Linked DNA regions of Hordeum vulgare: regions 1 and 3 are each linked to region 2. The links are chromatin contacts, called in public Hi-C maps. All regions are on one chromosome and are shown on one strand. The core of a region is the stretch at or near the end of the contact, and the rest is flanking DNA. Distances in the headings are between cores, read along the strand shown. Region 1 holds the start of LOC123427019. Region 2 holds the start of LOC123427000 (leucine-rich repeat extensin-like protein 4). Region 3 has its middle 310 kb from the start of LOC123426992.

What was found. Hi-C and Micro-C count contacts between places; a contact is called where the count stands out from the background.
Region 1: a contact with region 2 is called in a Hi-C map of leaf, with 2.4 times the contacts expected there. The contact joins the promoter of LOC123427019 here to the promoter of LOC123427000 in region 2. A contact is called at or near these places in 3 of 6 Hi-C or Micro-C datasets (leaf and seedling).
Region 3: a contact with region 2 is called in a Hi-C map of leaf, with 2.6 times the contacts expected there. The contact joins the enhancer-like site here to the promoter of LOC123427000 in region 2. A contact is called at or near these places in 2 of 6 Hi-C or Micro-C datasets (both in leaf).

Annotation. Positions count from the first base shown.
Region 1 is chr1H:129,917,222-129,921,250 of MorexV3_pseudomolecules_assembly, forward strand. It overlaps LOC123427019, which reads right to left and starts at 2,419. Exons shown (of 2, transcript XM_045110953.1): 1 at 2,114-2,419; 2 at 1,845-2,019. The coding sequence starts at 2,419. The coding sequence ends at 1,885. LOC123427009 (MAR-binding filament-like protein 1) reads right to left here. Exons shown (of 3, transcript XM_045110942.1): 3 at 3,566-4,029. The coding sequence ends at 3,819.
Region 2 is chr1H:129,593,638-129,597,963 of MorexV3_pseudomolecules_assembly, forward strand. It overlaps LOC123427000 (leucine-rich repeat extensin-like protein 4), which reads right to left and starts at 2,839. Exons shown (of 1, transcript XM_045110930.1): 1 at 875-2,839. The coding sequence starts at 2,598. The coding sequence ends at 1,372.
Region 3 is chr1H:129,177,289-129,181,085 of MorexV3_pseudomolecules_assembly, forward strand. No RefSeq gene overlaps it. Among protein-coding and RNA genes, the nearest start is that of LOC123426992, 310 kb to the left of the region's middle. Within about 2 kb of position 2,058, at least 2 of the 3 cell types and tissues checked have open chromatin away from gene starts, as enhancers often do. A contact at or near this core is called in leaf, where this site is marked.

The DNA.
Region 1 (4,029 bases), core at 1,169-3,668, 320 kb after region 2:
CATTTGACCGCAAAACTACGACTGTCGACATATATTTTGCTGAAAAGATTGCAGATACCCTTATCACTGATCATGATCCAAGGTCTATCGTCGAGTGCCAAAGGCGCTCTGACTGGCCTAAATGGAAGGATGCAATCCAAGCAGAAATTGCCTCGCTTAACAAAAGGAAGGTATTCACTGAAGCAATACCTACACCTCCCAATGTTTTCCGTGTGGGACTCGAATGGGTTTTCCTCCGGAAACGGAATGAGAACAATGAGGTGGTGAGATATAAAGCAAGGCTCGTAGCACAAGGTTTTACGCAGAAACCCGGCATTGATTTCAATGAGACATACTCTCCAGTAATTAGTGGAACAACTTTCCGATATCTTATATCTATGGCACTACAAAATCGTCTATCCATGCAGTTGATGGACGTCGTGACCGCATATCTTTACGGGTCACTAGATTCGGACATATATATGAAGGTTCCTGACGGAATCTCTATCCCGAATAACAGTGCAAAACGCAGCATGTATTGTGTAAAGCTGAATAAGTCATTATATGGCTTAAAACAGTCGGGACGGATGTGGTACAACCGACTAAGTGAGTTCCTTCTTCAGAAAGGTTACTCCAATAGTGATGATTGCCCATGCGTCTTCATCAAGAAGTCCTCCACAGGATTTTGCATCATTTCTGTGTATGTTGATGATCTCAACATCATCGGCAGTGCACCAGACATTGATGAAGCAAGCAATCACCTAAAGATGGAATTTAAGATGAAGGATTTGGGTAAAACCAAATTTTGCTTAGGTATTCAACTTGAGCACCTTCGCTTAGGAATCATGGTACACCAAGCTACCTATATCCAGAAAATATTGGAGAAATTTAGTATGGACAAATCCTATCTATCTAAAACTCCTATGGTGGTTCGATCTCTAGACGTAGAGAAAGATCCGTTCAGACCGAGGGATGATGGAGAAGAGGTGTTGGGACCTGAAGTTCCATATCTCAGTGCTGTTGGAGCGCTTATGTATCTTGCAAATTGCACAAGACCTGATATTGCATTTGCAGTAAATCTACTTGCTAGACACAGCGCAGCTCTCACCAAACGTCATTGGTCTGGAGTGAAGAATATCTTTCGATATCTCCAAGGCACAAAGGATCTAGGCCTATTTTTCCAACTTCAGAGCAATGTGGACTCTAATATGATTGGGTATGCAGATGCCGGTTATTTGTCTGATCCCCATAATGCCAGATCTCAGACCGGTTTTGTGTTCCTACATGGTGGTACAGCTATATCATGGAAGTCTTCAAAACAGACTCTAGTGGCTACATCTACCAATCATTCTGAAATAATTTCATTATTTGAAGCATCATGTGAATGTGTATAGCTTCGCAAAATGATAAACCACATACAACAGTCATGTGAAATTGGTTCAATTGAATCACACACCATTATCTATGAGGATAATGCGGCTTGTGTTGCAGAGATGCAAACAGGATACATCAAGAGCAATATCACTAAGCATATTTCTCCTAAATGGTTTTTCTCCCACAATCTTCAGAAAAGCGGGGAAATAAACATTCTGCAAGTCAAATCATGCGACAACCTTGCTGATTTATTTACTAAGTCTCTACCAAACTCAACATTTCAGAAATATGTTCATGAAATTGGTATGCGGCGACTTAGAGACTTGCAGGCAACAGGTGAAGTCTTTCCTTAAGATATCCTTAATAACATCACATTATGCTATCTCTTTGTGAGTTTATGTTTCAGGTTCTCATTAAGTTTTCATGAAGAACTTTTTGAAGGAGAATCTTTTCAAGATGATAGCCCTATCTGGATGATCATGAGACGATTCTACATGATCAAGCGTAGATTATGGAGAATGTTAAGATTTATTACACCAATGTAATTAGGAAATCTACTTTTCCCAACCGTCGGACGGCTCTGTCCTCAACCGACGCCTCTCCCGGTCGTTCTGGAACCGGCGTCTCTTCACAAAGCGTCGCGTCTGTCCGGACGATATATAATCGCTGTAAACAGTAACGAATGATTAAGGAATCAGTTTTTCCTAAACAGTACCGACCACCTGCTATAGCCCGCACCGGCAGACAACCACCCACCCACCAGCCGAGGCGAAGCAGCAGAGCAGAGAACTAGCAGGGCCCTCCACCCGCAGCACACCTCACGCTCGGGAGACGCCATGCCTGCCTCGCCCTGCAAGTCCCCGCGCCCAACATGTGCCAGCCGCCCGCTGCTCCCAGCCGTCGATCCGCGTCCCACGGCGCCGAGCCAAACCTGCCCAGCCAGAGCCACACGCCACCGCGCACGTTGTCCATTCGCAGGTGAAACCGGATTCCACTCTACAGAATCTCCTCTCCTGGCCATCGGCTTCAGTACGCCCCATCTATACATCCAGAGAGCGGTACCCATTAGTTACAATTCAGGTAAGATAGGAAATGATCTTGCCTCCTTCCATTCCTTCCACAGAGATAGACTGCCCTTGTCGATATGGAAGGGGCATATTATTTGTCAGGTTTACCATACGTTCATATGGCAACTAGGTAGTGCTTGCAATGCCCATTGTGGAAGATTTGGACATTTCAAAGAGAACAAACTGGGAAGTACAACTGCAATAAAGTCAGCAAAAGTGGGTGCAACCTAAAGGCACCCTGATAACAAAGGAAAACGAGAATCACTTGAACATGGTGTGTTCAACCCAAACCATAGTTGCACATGCTAACATAGCGCTGTGGTCAAATGTATGGCGGTCCTACATTTAAACATTCTGGTGAAAATACTATAGGTGCAATTTTTCAATAATTACAACACCATGGCCGCATGGAATCAGGGATGGCCTATCCAGATCCGCATCATCCATACTAGAATAGACAAGTCATTTTGAAGACGAGAGATACCAAAAGAAGTCTTCTGAATCAAAGTACTCCCTCCGTTGTAAAGAAATATAAGATCGTTTATATCACTAATTTAGTGATCTAAACACTTATATTTATTTACAGAGGGAGTAGCAAATTCCTGACAAATGAAATGACAACATGTAATCAGGGAAAAAGACAGTGGGAAATTAACAATTTAGAAACACATAAATAATTCATTCAAGGATAATTGAGACTAACTATTCTGGAATCTTAAGACCAGATTCTGGCAAGATGCAGATAAATATATAACAATAGGGCATGTGATAAAACAGAAAGAACAGTATGCTAAGACCCAGCATGGAAAATTGAAAATAGTTGGAATGGTTTTCATATATAAGCAGCAGCAGACCAAGTTTTTGCAGCACCATATGTTTTGGGGGGAATGGGAGGTGAAAGGAAACTGCATACCTTTTGACTCCCGAAGTCTGGGAACTTTGTTCTTTCTCAAAATCCCAATGCTCACAAATCAAGCAGAAGATGTCAAGGCATTAATAAACTTCCTCCCGCCATCTCATAATTCGCACTTGAGTTAAATGAATCAGGAGAATGTAGGTTCATGATAAAAATGCAGAACATGAGACAGAAAAGTAAACAGTACCAGAATAGAAGCATTCCTAATGCTGGATAAGCAGATTGCACGTGCAGTTTGAAGTGTTTTAGTAAGAAGATAGCATGAGTCGCCATATTATAATTCATGACACACTCAAGACAACAACACATTTGTACACAGATAAACATACATTTGCAATTCCTCATAATCTAGAGTAGTCTAATATGCTAGCTTTCAAATGTTGGAAGTTAAACAAAAACATTTCTTATAAAGTGCTACCATTCAAATGTTGGAAATGAGAGCAAATGGAAGATTGATGGTAGATCACATGTTCTGATAATGCTTATGTTGATGGTCTGTCTTTTCTTCTCCTATAGATCTTCTTAGCAGAACGAGGAGGTACAGCATCAGTACTACTGGTATTTGGAACACGATCTTCCAGAGGTTGACTGAAATTTGGTGTTGGGCTTGCTTCCATAACATCTGTATTCTGTGACCCACTTGCAGTAATCTGCCTCCTCAGATATAACATCTCACCTTTTGCTGTGGCCAAT
Region 2 (4,326 bases), core at 1,589-4,088:
ATCTCGTACCCAATTTGTTTAGTCCCAACAGAGCTCGACCCCCGCTCCAGTGGCAGCTTCTTTATTTATCAATAGCAAGGGGTGCAGTAATCATTCTTGTCAGAGACCAAAACCCCACTGCAAAATGGCATAACCACTGGAGTAGTTTAATCCCGGAGCAGAAAGGGCCTGTAAAAGTTGGGTGCACGCTTAACCGCCGAAAAAGCGGCATAACGGTCGTATCTTACACCGGAAGCAAAGGGGATCATCACTCGTCAGCCATAACGAAGTTTGGAACCTGGCAAAACGAGACCAATGCCATTTTCAGGGTTTGGACAGTCAGACGTCCTTCTCTTCTCCTCATACGCGATTTTAGGCAGCCGTTTTGTTAGCTGCCAAAGTTTTTTAGCTCACGCCTCACACCCACATGGACATGGTTCTGACAACCGTTTTAGTTAGGCGACGCAAACCTTTGTCCCAATCAGATGCACAATTTTGGCAGCCACTCTGTTTCAATCTACACAATTTTGGCGCCCGTTTAGTTAGCCGCCATATCTTCTGAGATCATGTCTATCTCATATATTGTCCAGGCTCGACCGAATTAACAAGCACACCATGGGATGCATCAAAAGATAATCTACGCTCGGCTTAATTAACAAGCACTAACAAGCACACCATGTGATACATCAAGAGATAACAGTATAGGATAGTCATAGTATAGATTGTTATTATTTTGTATAGAGTCATAGTAGTATAGATATCATAATGTCACTACAAAATTTATAAGGGCAGAGTAACAGTTAGGAGACAACATTCTCCAAGAAACCCAACTAAATATCTCAATAATGATAATAATAATAATCAATAGCAGTAAGCAGCTGTGACACGAGAGGAATTCAGTAGGACAAATCTCTTGATGTAGAAACTTATCTCTGACCCTCAACTAGAGCTTAATCGAACTCAAAGTTACATTCTATACATCCCGCGTCACAAGAGTAGCATGGGATTTTCTCAATCTCAGCTTTAAACCCGTCTCCCTCAACCAGTTTATTATTCACAACCCAATTAGCAGCCATCAATCCAAGCTCGATTTGTTCCCACCTTTCAGATTTCCCCATCGCCATGCTCCAATCCTTTTCGCCATCGCCACCGCGCAAACGGATCGAAGACGACGACGCGGAAAACAGACACCAACCAATGCAAAAAAACAAGAAAAGGATATATGCACCACGTTCTTCTTTACGCCGGTAGCTATCAATCAAGAACTGGTAATCCACGAACAACAATGACCACGTACTTTTGTGACGGTGAGCTCCCCTCGCTCTTCCACACCGGCGTCGAGGGGTGCGGCAAGGGAAAGTGAAACTGGCAAACGCTTCTCTTGCCAAAGAATCATCGGTAGCGTGGAGGCGGCGGCGGCGACGCGTATGGCATGGGGTATACTGGTGGCAACGGGCCGGGGTATGCTGGCGGTGGGGGTGGCCGAGGTGGGACAAACGGCTTGCACTGGAAAGCTGCGCAGTCGACGGGTGGGCGGGCATAGAAAGCGGCGCACTGCTGCGGCATGCGCTGGGCGGGGCGGTCGGGGAGGCAGTTCCGGCGGTCGCCGTCGGCAGGCACGACGCGCGCGCAGGATGGCGGCTCGCCGGTGAAGAAGTTGTAGGAGAAGGTGAAGTTCTTGAGCCGTGGGAGGTCGCACACGGCCTCCGGCACGGTCCCCGACAGCAGGTTGTGCGCAATGTCGAACTGCTCCACCTTTTGCATCCCGGCCACCTGTGGCGGCAGCGGCCCTGCGAGGGCGTTGAAGCTGACGTCGAACACCGTCACCTCCCGGAGCATCCCGACCTCGGCCGGGAGGCACGAAGTGAGGCCGTTGTTGATGAGGAGGATCTCGTTGAGCGTGTCGGACATGTTGCCGAGGCTGGCCGGGAGGCAGCCGCCGAAGTCGTTGTTGGCGAGGACGATGACGGACACGGGCGAATTGCCGAAGTTGTCGGGGAGCTGGAAGCGGAGGCGGTTGTGGTTGAGGAAGATGGCGTCGAACGGGCGGTCGAATAGCTCCCGCGGAACGCCGCCCTCGAAGTCGTTGAAGCGGAGGTCGAGGAACCTGAGGGACGGCATCTGGAGCACGACGGTGGGGAACGCGCCCACGAAGCGGTTGTTGCTGAGGTCGAGCTCGTGGAGGAGGACGAGCCGGCGGAAGGTGTCGGGCACGAGGCCGCAGAAGCGGTTGGAGTTGAGGTGGAGCAGCGCGAGGTCGCAGAGGAGGCCGAGCTCGGACGGGAGGTAACCCGCGATGTCGCCGTGGTTGAGGTCGACCCCGGCGACGGCGAGCTCGCCCGACGACGGAGCGGGCGCGCAGAAGACGCCGGTGTAGCTGCAGACCCCGGGGCCCACCCAGTCGCCGGTGAGGTTCTTGGGGTCGGAGAAGATGGCCTGCTGCTTCCACGTCTGCAGCGCGACGTACGCGTCCCGCAGCCGCGGGCTAGGGAACCGCCAGGCAGGGTCCACCTCCACAGCCGCCGTCTCCCTGACTCCTTCCGCCCATACGGCACCGCCCCCGCCGCTGCCGGCGAAGGCGAAAAAGCAGAGGAGCAGCACCACCGCGGCCGTCCTCATCTAATCACCTAGATTTCTCGCAGAAGAATCCAGGAAACCAAACGGAGCCGCTCGGTGCGGCGCTAAGATTTGGCAGCAGTTGGGTAGTGGATGGACGGAGGAGGAGCGAGGACGAGGGGGGGGGGGGGGGGGGGGGGTGAGTGGAGGTGGAAGTGGGGAGAGGAAGACAGCTATGCCACAGCTCAGAGGGAGAGCGAGGAGGGGTGGGAGTTTCGCGGGGGACGCGTAGCGGGGGGGAGGGGGCGCGGCGGGGGGAGATTTATGGTGGGGGGAGAGGATTTATGGTAGGCTTGGGGTCCCCCGCATTTGTCTCCGGAATACAGTACTCCTACTACGGTAATTATGGCCCTGATAGCGTGGGTTCAGTGGTTTAGTGGACTCTACGGGACATGGCCAGAGGCGTGCATGATCCAAAGCTAGTACTACTTCTAATCAATCCACAGAGTAGGAATGTAATCGCGTCCATAATAGTAAGAGCAAGTACAATAAGGTAAAGTCAGTAGGTTGTAAGGAATAAAATATTATATTTTTGCTAAGTTGGTTGAGAGAGAAGAGGAGAGAGAAGGGAAGCGGACTTTTCGTGAAGAGCCAGCTCTAGCACGTGCTCCTAGGTACTCTGTGAGAATGAAAGATGGGCCATATATGATAAAAGTAGTATTCTTTTATAGCTAACTATTGTACAAGTTAGCTATAAGATGGGCTATAAGATGTCTTATAGCCAACAGTTGGCCATACTATTAACCATGCTCTAAGAGTGAAAAATCTGGAATTTGGATTGTTGGAGCACGTTCATCCATATGAATGTTGAGGAATTTAGAGCGGGCACCCCAAACCTCCTAAAAAAGACGGTCCTGTAAAAATAAAAATCCACACACACCTAAAACAAGCCTCAAATGCTTGAGCTAACTAGCACCCCTCATGTTTAATTTAGATGTAGAGCGAATACAAAAAGACCGGACGCGACTGCCAAGTCGGACCACATATTCCTAACCCATAACAAATTGCGCCAAATCGTCCTCCCGCTTCCCTTCATCCTTTTCCGCGTCCGAGCCCTTGTTGTCCGCTACCCTTGCTCTCGATCCTCACCGCCGATGTCGATCTGCCGGTTGATATGTTGTCCAGCCCGTCCCTGACTGTCGCGACCGAGGTTGCGTCCGCCCCATTCATCGGCGTCCCGTCGGCTACATCGTGCAAGCCGGAGAACATCGCACGAGACCGGAGGATGCGAAGATAGACGAAAGCCTCTTGAATGAGCAAGCGAGGATGACAACAACGGAACACGCGACAAGGGTGCAGGGGGTATGTGGCCCAGATGTAGGCAGAATAGGACGCAAGGATGATATCGGAGTACGCGGGCATGGATGATATCCAGTGAGTGACCCGCCTAGAGAGCGAGTGATCCCCCGCGAGCGTATAAGGGGCACATTTGCCAAGTCTGGTTGTAGATGCTCTTACATCACACTTCTGTGGCATCTAACATTCTTTTTGTAAAGTATGCACTAGGAACCATAAAGCAAACAAAGAAAATCCCCTTTAATAAGGGCAAGGACCCGAAGGTCTCTATTCCATATAAAAATATTACGGATTTATTAATTCTCATCTAGATGTGAATTAATAGTCTTATATAACTCCTACATTATCTCCTCACAATTCACAAATGACCCTCTAAATCCAACATTGTAGGGGTTATGTCTCATCTAGATGAAAGCTAGACACACCTACAACTCT
Region 3 (3,797 bases), core at 808-3,307, 420 kb before region 2:
AGGAATTATCACTTTAGCATGAGAGATTATATGTTGGTACTGCTGTTCCGATCATGATCATGATGCATGCATGTTCGTATTCTGTTTTGTCAACACCTCTCTCCCTAAACATGTGGACATATTTATTGAGCTCGGTTTTCGCTTGAGGACAAGCGTGGTCTAAGCTTGGGAGAGTTGATACGTCCATTTTGCATCATGCTTTTATGTTGATATTTATCGCTTCTTGGGCAGTTATTTCACTTCACGGTACAATACTTATGCCTTTTCTCTTTTTTTTTGCAAGGTTCACATGAAGAGGGAAAATGCCGGTAGCTGGAATTCTGGCATGAAAGAGGAGCAAAGTTGAGATACCTATTTTGCGCAACTCCAAACACCGTAAAAATCAACGAGGATTTTTTCCGGATTTATAAAAATTAAAAAGAAGTGTGCCCTTTTATCTGATCCAGTTCACACGTTGATTTGGGTCTCGTAAAAAAAGACAGAGTGTCCACATTTTGGTAATTTTAAAATTGTTCTTAAATTGTAAGGAATTAGAGAAAGTGTTCTACATGAAAAAGATGTGTCTCGTCGATATTTTCCCAACGCCGTATCATTTGCTTTGTTCCGATGAGCGGTTTGAATTTTTTTATGAAAATACGCTTGATGCAACTTGTAGGCAGCCACACCGTTTTTAAAATTCATTTAAAACCGCTAGGAATCCCAACAAATGACCAACATATGAAAGGTGAGCTTATTCCTCAGATTTCAACGCTATATCATACGCCTCGTTCTCACGAACGGTTTAAAAGCTGCAGCGAAAACAGTTAAAAAAACGATTTTTTTGAAAAAAAGAATTATATTTTTCATGAAATTCGAAATTACTCTCAAATCGTAAGGAATTCAAAAGAGTAATCTACATGAAAAAGATGCGAATCGACGATATCTTTCCAATGTCATATCATTTGCTTAATTCTGACGAGCGGTTTAGAAAAAGTCACGAAAATATGCTCGCTGCAGCTTGTCATGTGGGCATCATTTCTGAAACTGCTCTCAAACATCGAGGAATCACGAAAAATGTTAGAAAAACCGCGAACAAATTTGAAAGCCCGAAAAAAAATAAAGCTCGGACATTTTTCTGAATTTTGAGGACAAAATTTAAAACCGAGAACAATTTAAAAAAAACTGGAACAAATTTGGAAACGCGAACATTTTTTTAAAGCATGAATATTTTTTTCATCTTTAGAACAAAATTTTGAAGAGGAGAAACTTTTTGAAAAACCAAACAAATTTGAAAGCGTGAACAAATTTTTAAAGCACGACAATTTTTGGAATTTTGAGAATAAAATTTGAAACTGAGAAACGTGAACAATTGTGGAAGCGCGGACAATTTTGTAAAGCGAATCGTGGGAACAAAATTGAGAAAAGGAGAACAATTTTGAAAGCGCAAACAAAATTTTAAAGCACAAACATTTTTTAAATTTTGAGAATAAATTATAAAACCGTGAACAATTTTAGAGAAACGTGAACAAATTTTGAAATGAGAACAATTTTTTGGATTATGAATATTTTTTGAATCTTGCGAAGAAATTTTGAAACTGAGAACAAATTTGAAAAAGTCCTAACAAATTTACAAGAGCGATCAAATTTTTAAAGCACAATCATTTCTCGAATTTTGAGATGAGATTTTGAAACCGAGAACTATTTTGAAAAAGCTGAAGAAATTTGAAAGCGCAAACAATTTAGTAAAGCACAGACATTTTTTGAATATTGAGAAAAAAATTTGAAAAGGAAAACAAATTTGAATAGTAAGAACAAATTATGAAACCGAGAACAATATTTGAAAAATACAGAACATTTTTTAAAAATATATTTTTTTGAAAATCCAAAAACATTTTTTGGCACAGATATGGTAAGAAAAAAAGAAAAAAAGAAAAAAAAAACTGCTTCAAGGGACCTTCTAGAAGTTTAACAAAACGAGAAAAAACCTGCTGCGAAAGATTCCCAAAACTGGACAGTGCAAGCGCGCTAACTGTGCCAGATCGATCGTCTCCGACAAGACTTGGCACAATGCGTCAAATAGCATTTTGCGGCAGGGAAGGGCTAGCACACACACGGGGCTCGCCCTAACTTGGCCAGCCCAGCTTGTTTTTCGTCTCAAAAAATTTAATGTTTCTCATTTTTTCTTTTCTTCTGTTTCTCTTTTCTACTTGTTTCCTTTTTTTTAATTTTTGGTCCGTTTTTCTTTTCTTTGCATATCTGAAGCAAAAACATTTTTTGAATTTGAAGAATATTTTTTGAAAATTCAGAGCATTTTTGAATTCATGAATGAAGTTTGAAAAACAACAAGTTTTTAAAATTTTACTATTTTTTAGAAGCAAGAACATTTCATAAATTTCAAGAACAATTCGCAAACAAAAACTTAGTTAAGAAATTGTTTCTCTTTTGATATTTCGAACATTTTATGAAAATATCAAACCTTTTTTGAAAATACTGAACATTTTTGGAAAATCTAACATTTTTGTAAAATCTCGAATATTTTTTGTTGTTATGAACAATTGTGATAAACGACAACAATTTGAAATTAGGACATTTTTACAAAAAGCAAAAAAAAAAATCAAATTTCAAGAACAATATTCTATAACACATAACAGTTCTTGAAAATCACGAGTTTTTTTTTGAAAATCCAGACCATTTTTTTAAAAGCAAAAACATATTTCAAATTTGAAGATTTTTTTTGCAAATCCAGAACATTTGTTTGAAAAGAAAAAATATTTTATGAATCTGAAGAAGAATTTTTAAATATTACAACCATTTTTCGAAAATCAGAGCATTCAGAAAAATTCTTGAAATTCCAAAATATTTTTTAAACTGAAACATAGAAGAAAAAAAAAGAAACAAGAAAAAATTAAAAATGAAAGAAAAACCGGTTCATAGAATCTTTTAGAAGTTTTCTGAAACCGAAAAAACTGGCTGGAAAATCAGGGGCGATGGAACGTTAAGCAAGCCGTGCACAGCGGGCACAATCGTATCCTGTGTGAAGCCCAACACTGTTTTCGCAACGACCAGCGAATAGGCTTTCTCTGCGGCAAATTGTCGCCGCTTCGCACAGGTAGGGGCATGGCAAAATGGCCGGGCTGGCCGAGTTAAGCTTTCACTTTTATTTCTCTTTTTTCCCACTTTTTCACTTTAGTTACTTCTTTTCCATTTTATTTTTTTATTTTTTTATTTTTTCTCCTGTTCTTTATTTTCTTGTGTCTTCATCTTTCTCTTTTTTCTAAAAGGTTACTGCTTTAAAAAAATCAAAACTTAAAAAGCTTTTGTATTTACGAGCAACATTTATAAACGGAAATCTTTTCGAATTCCTGAAGGATTTAAAAAAAGGATGAACATTTTTTAAATATGTGAAAAATCCTTGAAAATATGATTTTTTTTCTTTGAAAGGAGGTGTATTTTATCAAATTTTGATATTTTTTTAAATCATGAATATTTTTTTTGGAAACACGGATGCTTTTAAAATTTATTATTCAAATTTATAAAATCGGAACATTTATTTAATTTCGGAATAATTTTTGAAATACACACACATTTTTGGAAAACATAAACAATTTGTTAGTTTATGAACAAATTTGAAAATAGGAGCATCTTAAAAACTAAGAACACTCTTTTTTTAAAAGAACATTTTTTGAAATTTCTGAACAAGTTTTGACGCGGGAACATTTTTGCAACACTTCTCAAAACAAGGATATTTTTTGAACTTACCTACATTTTGGGAAAAGGAAACCATTTTTTAGACAATTGTGACCAATTTATTCAAAAAC